2 separate regions of the Anas platyrhynchos genome follow, and region 1 is linked to region 2. Evidence: chromatin contacts called from public Hi-C data. All regions are on one chromosome and are shown on one strand. The core of a region is the stretch at or near the end of the contact, and the rest is flanking DNA. Distances in the headings are between cores, read along the strand shown.

Region 1 (5,751 bases), core at 2,403-4,902, 37 kb before region 2:
TCAAAACTTTGGGGAGAAAAATCATTACAAGTATATGCCAGTTATCTAGTTGACTGAATTCCTACCCAAGCTTTTTTGCAGCAATTTTCCTGGCAGTGTACCATTGCTCGTTCTTTTGATTATTTCTTGGAAATAATGTTTTCTTTCGGCACTTAAATGAAAATAAAAAAATACACCCACTTAATTTCTTCTAGCAGTATTTAGTGCTTCTGTTCCCCTACCCTCTTCTATGTCCACTGTCTTCAGAGATATATGCCATAGGGGAAATGGTACATTTGATCCAAGATGTTACCCAAATACACTTGTTTAATTTTTCAGAGATTTGTTTTGTTGAAGGATGAAGAGTTGACACCGATAGATGGTGCTGTTGGTGCATTAATAAGGCTCAGTTTCCCATTTGTTTTCTGGTCTGTGGCTGGAATTTGTTTAAAAAAAAAAAAAAAAAAAAAAAAAGAACACAAAAAGAACAAAACAACAAAATCGCTAACGCTAAGCTTTTATCCAAGATGTTCTGCCCACACTGAATCGGTCACCATTTAACTTTAACCTGAACTGTGGCCCAGGAAATCCTTCAACATAAATAACCTTGGAAGCTGCTATGACCATTTTTGGACCACGCTCCCTCAATAAATCTGTTACTTTGTTGTGCAATGTTGAAGTGTGCAGTTGTTTCTCTGATTAATTAGGGCAAAAAATAAACTTGCGCGATCAATCCAAGCTGTGACATGTTTCAGCCCTGGCTGGGACGTGTGGGTAGAAGAGGCCTTAGAGCCTTCTCAACAGCTTTGCCCTGGGATTTTAACATGCGCGCTTTTGAGCTTGTTTGATTTGACTAGATAAGGCAGCTGCTAACAACGTCTGCTCCTGCCACATTCCAGGCTGTCACAGCATTGCCATGCCAGGTAAGTAAGGGTAGGACTGCCGAAAGTAAAAGTTCGTTCGTCTTGACCACCTGCCCCTACTAAAAACAACAGAAAAGCTTTACGTAATAGTGTTTACTTTATTTCACATATTACCCATGGAGAACAGCTGATACATTCTCTACATCTTTCACCAGTCTGGAATGCGAGATAAAAAAGGTATGGAAAAAGAGTTTAACAACGTCTGACATTCACGATATGAAAAATAGAGGGGATACAATGTTTTAAAATGCCCATATGCAATATATATATATATAAAACGTATAAAAATAAAATATATTTTCCAAAAAAGATACAAACAGGACATGACACAGGACAATCTTAAATACCGATACGTATCTCATGATCCACACACACCGCACCGCACATAATTAACAAAAACCACGTACAATTGCACTTTTCCTCTCTGTGACGTTCAAGTATATCGCAGTCCCCGCAGGGACTAGTGAGTGTCCGATTCCCTGCCGGGTGCAGATAGCGCAGAGGGTAGAGCAGGCGGGGGCCGGCCGCCGGGCTCCCCCAGCTCCCCTCCTCGGGGCTGCCGGAGCCGTTGGGGCGCAGCCTCCCGGCGACGAAGGCCCGGGCCCGGTCCCGGTCTTGGCCCCGGCGGCGAGCGCGGCCGCCGTCCAGTCCCAGGCGGCAGCGGCGGGGCCTCGCAGCTCCCTCGGCGGCGCGTCCCGCCGCTCCTCGCCGCCCCCGGCCCCGGGAGGGCGCGCCGGGGTCCCGCCCGAGCGGGGGCTCTCCGCGAGTGCTCCGCGGGCCCCCGGAGTGTCCGTGCCTGAGTGCAGCCGAGGCGCTCACAGCCCCGGCGCGGGGGCGCGGGGCAGCGCCCGCAGAGTCCGGGGGAAGCGCAGGGAGCGCCGCCTGCGGCCGTAGCCCTGGGGGCTGATCTTGCTGACGGGGGCGGCGCCGTCCTTATCCTTGTCGGTCAGCTGGTAGATCTGGTGGGCCAGCTTCTGCACCGTGCACGTCCCGAAGCGGCACCCCGTGCGGATGGCTTGGAAGTGGGGGAAGCTGTTAATGCTCTGGCGGTAGCGCTTGACGCGGATGTGAGCATCCTCCCGGCTGCTGCGAGGCAGGAAGAGAGAGCAGGCGTGAGGGCGGCGCGGGGGGGCCCGAGGAGAGGGCAGGAGCCCCGCCGTGCAGCCCCCCCGGCCCTGCCCTCCGCCGAGCGGCGGAGAGGGGCGACCCGAGCTCGCTGCCCACGGCGGGAGAGGCCCCGCCGGTTTGCGACTGTCGCTTTATCTAGGGAGCCGGAGCTCGAGTTACTATTTTATATTCGGCTTTCGCAGTACAAGCGCGGCTAGCTGCCGCCGGCTGAAGAGCGCGGGGAAAGGGAGGCGGCTCCCTGAAGGAGCTGTCTCCGGGGCTCGGGGATCTGCAGCGAGGAGCCGAAACACCCGGAAACGAGGGGACCCGGAACCTTGCTGCTGGCTCGGGCAAGCGTCGAGCCCGGCGGCTTCGAGCTGGAAGTTACCTGGGATGCGAGACGCGGGGATCCTCCTTCACGTCCTGGGGCCGCACGAGCGGCTGCACGGCCGCGGCTGCTCCCAGCGCTCGGAGCGCGCCCGAGGGCTTCACGTCCCGCTTGGCTCGGCTCAGTGCCCATTTCGTCCATCTGAAAGGAGCGCAAGGGAAGAGGAGAGCCTGTTAGTGCAAGCCTGCAGGGCGGGAGCCAAACCAAACAGATTCGAGGGGCGATAATCTTTGGCAGCGCTGAGCTTTTTCGGACTTTTTTGGGGATGCTTCCTGAAAGGGCACGCGGCCCTGTGCAATTCCCGCAGGGAGTCCGGTCCCTCTGGTCGCAGCCGGAGCCCGGCGCTGGGGCGCGGAGGCTCCAAAGGGCGGCTGGGCGCGCTCCCATACTCACTTTCTTTTGAACTCTGTCGCTACGTCCACCCTTGCAGCATCCACCCCGAAGAAGGTCGCAGAGCCGAGATAGAGCAGGGCTACGTGAACCAGTTTCATTCTGGCTGAACTCCTGGTGGATAGAGAAGAGAATTTATAAGTATGCTTGCTCAGATAAGCCAAATAAGGTCTGTCCGTCTCTTTTTCTTTCGGTGCCTCGGAGAACCTCTTCCCTCGGGAGAGCCCCCAGGCTACCGGGAACTTTGTGTGCGACATGAACCAAAAGCTAGTATTTGCTCAGCAACTTATCGCAGAGTAAATAACAGAGCCTCTAAAGTTTACGTTTGTCGAGAGTTTTACTTGTAGAGGCGGATGAAAACCAGCAGGATTGCCGGAATACCCCCAGCGGCTTGCGTTAGGATTCAGCAAACCCACGAGCTTAGAGGGAGCTGGCTTTCAGATGCATCGCTTCCCAGCTCCAGTAAGTGTTTTGCTGCCTGGAAGTTTATCCCCGATAGCTCATCTTCTCACTTCACACGCAGAAGTGGCTAATTCTGGACCTTATGTTGTAAACTGCAGCTGATGCCAAGAGCCAGTGCAAGGCTCTGCAGCATAAGTTCAAGCTCTTCAAAACAGCCCAGATTTAGCAGATTTCCACTTCCTCTCCACCACCCCTGCATATTTATTTTTTTTTTAAGGAAAACAACAACAAAAAAAAACTTCTTACCTGACAGTGAGGCTAATCCACTGAGACAAACGTTCTTGCAGTAGCGATCCGAACTCGCAGGGTTTCCTGAGGAGCGAGAGCTCTGTCTTTGTGTGTCTGGAGCAACCACTGCCGAGCTGCGCTCCACCGCTCCCTTTTATAGCGCAGCGCGGGGGAAGTGGGTGGACCTTGGCGTGCCTGGCTGGGCGATTTCTCTTTGACACTTACCCCCACCCCCACATCCCAGGCACTGCTTAATCGTTCTAGCATGGACTGGGGGCAACCCATCGTGGGGGAAAAATTGGAGGATTCATGTAAATTATCTTCAACATCCCCCCCCCCCCCCCCCCATGGTACTTCATGAATTATAACGACGGCTTTTAGGTGTGGAATCCGAGTCCTGGCATAATTTACAAAAGCTGCTAAGCCCCTCGTTCTGTTTTGCTGGGGACAGTGTTTTTAACTGCCCGTATAGTGCAGAAGTAAGTTTGTACGGTCTGTGCCGTAATTTCTCCTTTCGGGCACATTAACCTCAGGTGGGGGGAAGCAGGAGCGTAGGAACCGGACCCGATCGGTTTCAAGATCCACGCAAATCCATCAAACAGCAAGGTTTCACAAATAAACCCATATTTGGACAACGTGAATTGTCATGAGTAACTATAATGAATGTCAGCCTTCTTTACATAAGCGAAGAGGTGACAAATCAGCCGTCATTAATATTTGTGACTCAACGTAGGTGCATTTTTCATCTAATAAAGTGTTCTTGAGGTACTTGATCCCTTCAAATCAATCGGTTCCAATGGGTTTGGAAGGCGAAGGTAGGGGCGCTCGGTGTGCCCTGGGCCGAGGAGAGCGGTGCCTGTGCCTCCAACACGGGGCACCTGAGGTGCTCCAGGGAAGCCGTGCGCGGCTCGCCGGGTGCCGCAGCCCGGTGTACGGGACTGCCCTTAGCTCAGCGCCCGAACGCCTGCAGGATCGGGGGCTCTAACAGCATTCTCCTGGCTGCCCAGAGGCAAACCCTGTTGTTTTTGCAGCCCCTATCATCTGCGCCCTGTGGCGCTTCGGCCCCGCGGAGCTCTCGGGGGCAGCGCCCCTCGCCCCGCGCCTGGCCGGAGCCGGAGCCGGAGCCGGCCCCGGGCAGCGTGTGCCGGGTGCTTCGCCCGCATCTGGCCGCGAGCGGTGTTTCAGAGAGAGGTGAGCTACGTGCCCGTGACTCTGCCTGGCTAGGTAGCCGCGCTCCCTGCTACACCCCGCAGAGGTATGTGCGAGGGGATGACTGACACTTTCCTACATGCGGCTCACTCCGGGGCAGCCGCCGCCTCCCTCGCCAGCAGCGGCCGGGCCCCCGGGGGCTCCCGGCTCCGCTCCCCCCGCCACCGGGGCAAGCCGGTGGCAGCGGCTCGCCCTGCCCGCTGCCGCCCCGGAGGGGGCAGCGCACGGCCGGCGGCCACCCCGCACCCCCTCCCCGTTTCCCCGGCCGTGAGCTGGCCGCCGGGACAAGCCCGGATTCGCTCCTGCGCCGCACCTGCCCGGCCGGAGCACGGGGCGGGAGGCGGCTGCGGGAGCCGGGCAGCCCCGGGCTCTGCCTCGTCCCCTCGGCCCCGGCTCGAGTGGTCCCGCGGAGCCGCAGCCCTGCTGCCCTCCCCGAGGGCCGTGCTCGGCCTTCCGAGAGCTCCCGAGGCAGCTCAGGCTGGAGGGAGTCCGCACGTTCCCTTGGTCAGCAGAAGCTGAAACTGAATCTAACTTCTCTGAATGAGAAGGCAGGATTTGGTGTCCCGGGCATTGCTTTGATTTAATTTAGATCTCTTGTTCCAGTAAAAAATCCCACACTTCCCAAAATGCTGGAAAATCCCTCATTAGAATCCTTGGCCAAAAGGGAAGTGCATTTTGTATACTCTTAGGCAAACAATGCAGAAAGAATCCTACATTGGTTTAGGAGTAATAATAATATTAAGACAAGTCACATGTGAGTGCCATGCTGAATACAATGGCCATTTTAGTGACACAAAATTAGCTCATTCAGCTTTGCGTGCAGGCAAACTTTGGCACATAAAGGATCAGGCAAGATGCAGTTTGTTGCTGACGTGATTTGTGAAAGGGCTTCAGCAGGTAAAGCTGGTTTCAAATCTAACACAAAACATCACATTCTCAGTCCAGATGCTTGTTTTGTTCTTCCTCAGCATTTGCATTCCTAAGCAGCTTGAAAATGAGCAATAGGCACTGAATTTGTGCGATGAGGTAGTAACAAGTTCTGCTTCATAAAAATTACTTTGTAAA
Region 2 (4,941 bases), core at 1,499-3,998:
AGTTTGAAAAGTGAAAATTCTGTGTAAAGATGTATATTAGGGTATGCAAAATACTCTGACAATTCCTACTCTAGGAATTAGTTGGTCTGAGGATAGTCTTTGAGACACTAAGGAAGGGATTAGAAGGGTGTCCTAGAAAAACAGTCGTTGGGTTTTGCATTAAATGGTACAACAGCATCTTTAAGAGCTCCTGTTTTGGGTAACAAATAGAAAAACAGTTTAGAAAGAGTATTTGAAAATGCATTTCAGTGAGACTATAAATATGCAATGAGAACAACTGGGACTTGGATGACATTGTACGGGACAAAGAGTACTTAAAATGCAGACCTCTGTGGGAAAAGTAACGTTTACTTCAGCGAGTATCATCTATCAGTTTGACAAATAAAGCTTAACTGGCATCAAGTTCTGTTATAAAAATCTACTTATGTAAAAGAATTACTATATATTAATTTGAAATGGCAAGTATCTATTCTGTCGTTTTTAGGTATTTGTCCTAGCTAGCGGTGTTGCAAAATGTATTTAGTTATTCAGCTACTTTTGGTGCTCAGGTGCTCATACAGAAGGCTGCAGCTAATTCAGTAAGCATGTGTCTCTGGTGGAAATCAGCGTGTCAATCATGAAAATTAAAATACCATTAAAGTTGTTATCTCTCATCTGTAGAATGTTATAGGTGCTTTTATGATATTATCAGCTGCTCCTGGCAAATATTTGATTGAGCAGCCTTTAGCTGGCTCCAAAGAGCGTATTCTTCCTCAGAGCTGGGGCACGTTCCTTTTCTCTCATGCTGCAGGTGATGGGGAGCTCAGTGCCAGGATTTGGAAAGGCTGTGTGTTCTACAAAAGGCATTGAGCAGTTACCTGGGGTCCAGTGTGCACTGATCGACACTCATTTCACGGGTCTAATTTGGGTCAAAATTCATCCCAAAAGACAGAGTTTTGGTCTTATAAAAGTAAAGCTAATGAATGTCTTGTTTCAAGTCAGCATGACATGCTAGGCATCTTTGTCAGAACATTTGGTAGGTTTCAGATACCCCTGGAGTTTAAAAAAAATCTGTACTTAATTAAGGTGACAACACGCATAAGGAAGGATATCTCGGAATAGTTTGGGGTGTCTTTTTGATGTGTCACTTCCGGCACGCAGAGAAATTCTTTCCTCTTTGTAGCTGTGGCGATCTGGAAGGATGCATTTAAGAACAGGTGGAAGCAATTTGGCAATTTGACATTCAGACTGTATTACACATGCAGGTCCCACAGGATTGCAAAGTTTGTGGGGCATTTGCACTTTAATATCATTTTGCGTGTAGTGGCAAGGCTGGGTACTACTAGCAGAGCATTTTCTTTTGGAGATTGTGTGTTAAAGAAGGTGGTGCCTGTAGCCCCTGGGGGTCTTCAGTGATAACATTCCAGGTCTGGAATCTAGGAAACAAAGAAATCTTAAGCCATAATCATTTGCTCCAATTTTGTTTTTTGCATTTTAAAACAAAAAGGTGCCATTTCTAATTAAGACTTACAGTGGAGGTTCAGTTTGGTGGTACTCATCTGAATAAAAACAGATGAATAAAACTTAACGTATGTGGTGCTGTGTTAAGGTTCTGAATACTTTCTTAACATTTCCATTTGAGTCTTATGATTGTGGTATATGCAGAATCCAATGAATTCCAATTATTGCTGATGATATCCCATTTGGACACTCATAAATGGTATACAGATTAGACAGAAGGCATGCTAGAGTCCTAGCCAGTAGATGGGATTGTAGTGCAGTAGCTCTGTATGTAAATGTGAATGTTTGCTTGTAGATAGGTAGGGAGCACAGTTTTAATAGGCCTTCTTTTGCACAGTCTTTTGAAATATGTACACATGGATTATACGCAGAAGTGAAGCAAGTCCTCGGCTTTCCTAACTATTAATCATTTATATCACTTTTTTTTTTTTCCACCAGCACATTTGAACTAACAGCATCGAGCTTAATGCACAGATGATTTTAATCCTACACCAGTGTTCTTTATATACAGGTGATACTTATTTCTGGAAGAATTTTACAATAGTCTTTCCACTGTAGTACTCCTGTTCCATGATTTTTCCTTTTGGAACTTTGGATGCAATTTTCATTTATTTTTTTTTTGGGAGGTAGGAGTGGAGTGTTGTTGGCTTTGGATTCTTTCCTAGGCTGTTTTTTAGTGTTCTCTCTGAGTGACTGCAACATGTCATGGGTAGGTAGGCAGCTCTCCCAAATTAAATATTTAAGGTTTAGTCATGTTTAGTCATTTAAAGCAGACTTTGCCTGAATGTGCCAGAATTAAAAGACTTTCTCTGATACATCTGGTTATGTTCCACTACTGAAATTCTTGTATGGTTCAAAAATAAGAACATACGGGAACAGAGAACATCAGTACAGAACAATTGTCCCTGGTTGTACCCTTTTGTCCTCTATTCCAGAGGGTTAAAATATCCTTATGGAAGTGTGGTCGATAGGATTTTCTACAGAATTGTAGTATAAACAGAAGGAAGGCTCCCTGGGCCCCTTAACAGTATTTCTTCTGTAATGCATTTTTCGTTTGAAGTACTACAGAATTTGTAGTTCTGTATTTGAATTTGTAGCCCACGTGAATGTGAACACGCTGTTTACAGTTGAACATTTGAGAGTGGGGAATATTTTCCTTTTACTGGTTCTGTAGATGGAACATTCATGCTCTGCGCGTGGAGAATGAGAAAACACATGGACGCGTTAGCTGGAATGCATCTGGCACGTCTCTTCCTTGGGGAGATGGAGTGTTCCATAGCTGTGAATTGTTTTCTTTTCAAAGTGGCAGAAAAAGTTCTGTATTTGTTCTTTATCCAAGAATATTCTGGCTTCCCGACTTCTTCTTTTGCAACTTGAGAACTGTCTCCATCTTGTACTCCACATATGTTGTATCCCACTTACCATGAAATGTTAAGATGATCTACCAAACATTATTTATCAAAAACAAACAATCAAAAAACCCACAAGATTTTCAAATTGCAAATTGTCTTTTTGACAAGGCACTGAATGTCTCCCTGGATCTGAGGGCCTGTGTCTGCCACAATGTGATGTCACTTACAGTCAGACCATTTAGCACAACTTTGGTGCCAGGCAAGTTTTTGTCAGCAAGCTGATCAGGTGTATCCATCCTAAAAAGTCCATCTTGAGGATATTACCTTTCTGTCTACATCATAAATTTGTCAACCTGTTCAGCACTGGCTCATTCAGTAAAATCCAGGAAGATAAAGCTAAGACATGCTTGTAGTGCTGTCTTTAAGACCTTGGCCCTTGGACAGTATGGCTACTTGTGCCAGGAAAATGAAGGTAAGGTGCCAGAGTTGTGGCGGTAGCAGTCATCTTCCTTATCTTTGGGTTCTAGGTTTGCCTCCACAAGAGCTGTTATCTGTGGCTACAGTGCAGGCATTTGGTCAGTCTGGGCTGGTTACAGTACGCTATCACAGAAAAAATACCGTAGGCTTATTCTGTTCTAAGCAGGTTCATCTCTTCCAGAGAAAATTCCTCGCCTTCATGAAAGTAGTACCTCAGAACCTTCCCAGAACATGGTCTCTGTTGGAACTATTATCTTCTCGGAAAGGATGATGAAACCTGCTGAAATAAATTGAGGATGCCCTTCAGTGTGGGAATGGAACCATGCTTTTTGGTCATGTTTTATCATCTGTCTGCAGCTTGGATGCCATTGCACGTAAAGAAAATCAGATTAACCTCTTTGAATTGTCTATGTGGTAAGTTTGCCCTGGCCAGCAGATGAGCCCCCCCTACCCAGCTGCTTGCTCACCTATCCACTCCATCCAGTAGGATGGAGGAGAGAATCAGAAGGGCAAAACTGAGAGAAAATGGTTGCTTAAGACAAAGACATTTCAATAAGTGAAGGAAAAAAACAACTGATGCAAAAGTAATCAGTCACCACCTCCCACCAGCAGACTGAAGCGCAGCCTGTCTCTGAGCAATGTCTGCTTGGTAAAAACTCGCCCAGTTTTATTGCTGAGTGTGATGTTTTATATGGTACTGGAATATTTCTTTGGTCAATTGGGTCAGCTGTCCCAGCTGTGTTGCCTCCCAACCTCTTGTCCACCCGTAGCCTTATTCACTTTGGGGGCAGAAGAGAAGCACAGGAGGCCTTGACACACTGAAGCAATAGCTAAAACATTGGTGTGTATCAACACAGTTTTAGTCACAACTCTAAAACATAGCACTATGTGAGCTGCTGTGAAGGAAATTAACTCTATCCCCACCAGACCCAGTACACCCCGTCCCTGAAAGCCTCCAAATTCTGTTGTTTTATTGTTCACAGGGTAAATAGAGAATTTGGGGTAAATGGTGCCCAATGGGTTTTTAGGAAAAGTTTTAATCCTTTTTCATATGGATTGGCACTTGATATAGAAGTTCCAGGTTCAGAACCGAGTATCTTAAGCACGCATCTGATTTCAGCAAAAGCATTTATTCCTTTGCCGCAGTGCATTTGGGCCGTCAGATTATTTCACACAGCTCTTCTGAAGTGAACAAGCTGTTCTTCTTTGACTTCCTGCCCGCTGAAACCAGACAGGATTAATTCTTACTCCAAGTTGTCTCCAGGACATTTCTTCAGGAGTTATTAAGAGAGACCTTGATGATATTGGTCTGTGGAGTTGACTGTAAAAATTAGTATGTGCAAAAGCTGAACACGGTGTTGCTACAAGTTGTGTAGTAATTGGAGTTATTCTTGAATCCTTGGGGAGGAGAGATCTTCCTGAGAAACAGGTTCCGGTCTTTAAGTTTGGTTCTGCAATTGCCTACTCAGCTGGCCACTGTGGTAAATCAGGACATTTTCTTTTTATGACAGATGACCTATTTATCTCATGTGACTCACTGCACCAAATGTTACCTTGGATGACTTCAAGTATGTGGGTTCTGAATTCTTCTGGCAAGTGTTCCCTTGGCAAG

Evidence for each region. A called contact is a pair of places that touch in the nucleus more often than the background predicts.
Region 1: a Hi-C map of small yellow follicle shows a contact between it and region 2, with 2.4 times the contacts expected there. The contact joins the promoter of ADM here to the enhancer-like site in region 2. A contact is called at or near these places in 3 of 8 Hi-C or Micro-C datasets (liver, skeletal muscle and small yellow follicle).

Annotation. Positions count from the first base shown.
Region 1 is chr5:63,534,212-63,539,962 of IASCAAS_PekinDuck_T2T, reverse strand. ADM (adrenomedullin) reads right to left here and starts at 3,652. Exons shown (of 4, transcript XM_027461895.3): 1 at 3,496-3,652; 2 at 2,791-2,901; 3 at 2,398-2,538; 4 at 981-1,988. The coding sequence starts at 2,888. The coding sequence ends at 1,718.
Region 2 is chr5:63,497,443-63,502,383 of IASCAAS_PekinDuck_T2T, reverse strand. All of the region lies in intron 1 of SBF2 (SET binding factor 2), which reads left to right. Among named protein-coding and RNA genes, the nearest start is that of SBF2, 32 kb to the left of the region's middle. Within about 2 kb of position 2,748, at least 2 of the 8 cell types and tissues checked have an H3K27ac peak or open chromatin away from gene starts, as enhancers often do. A contact at or near this core is called in small yellow follicle, where this site is marked.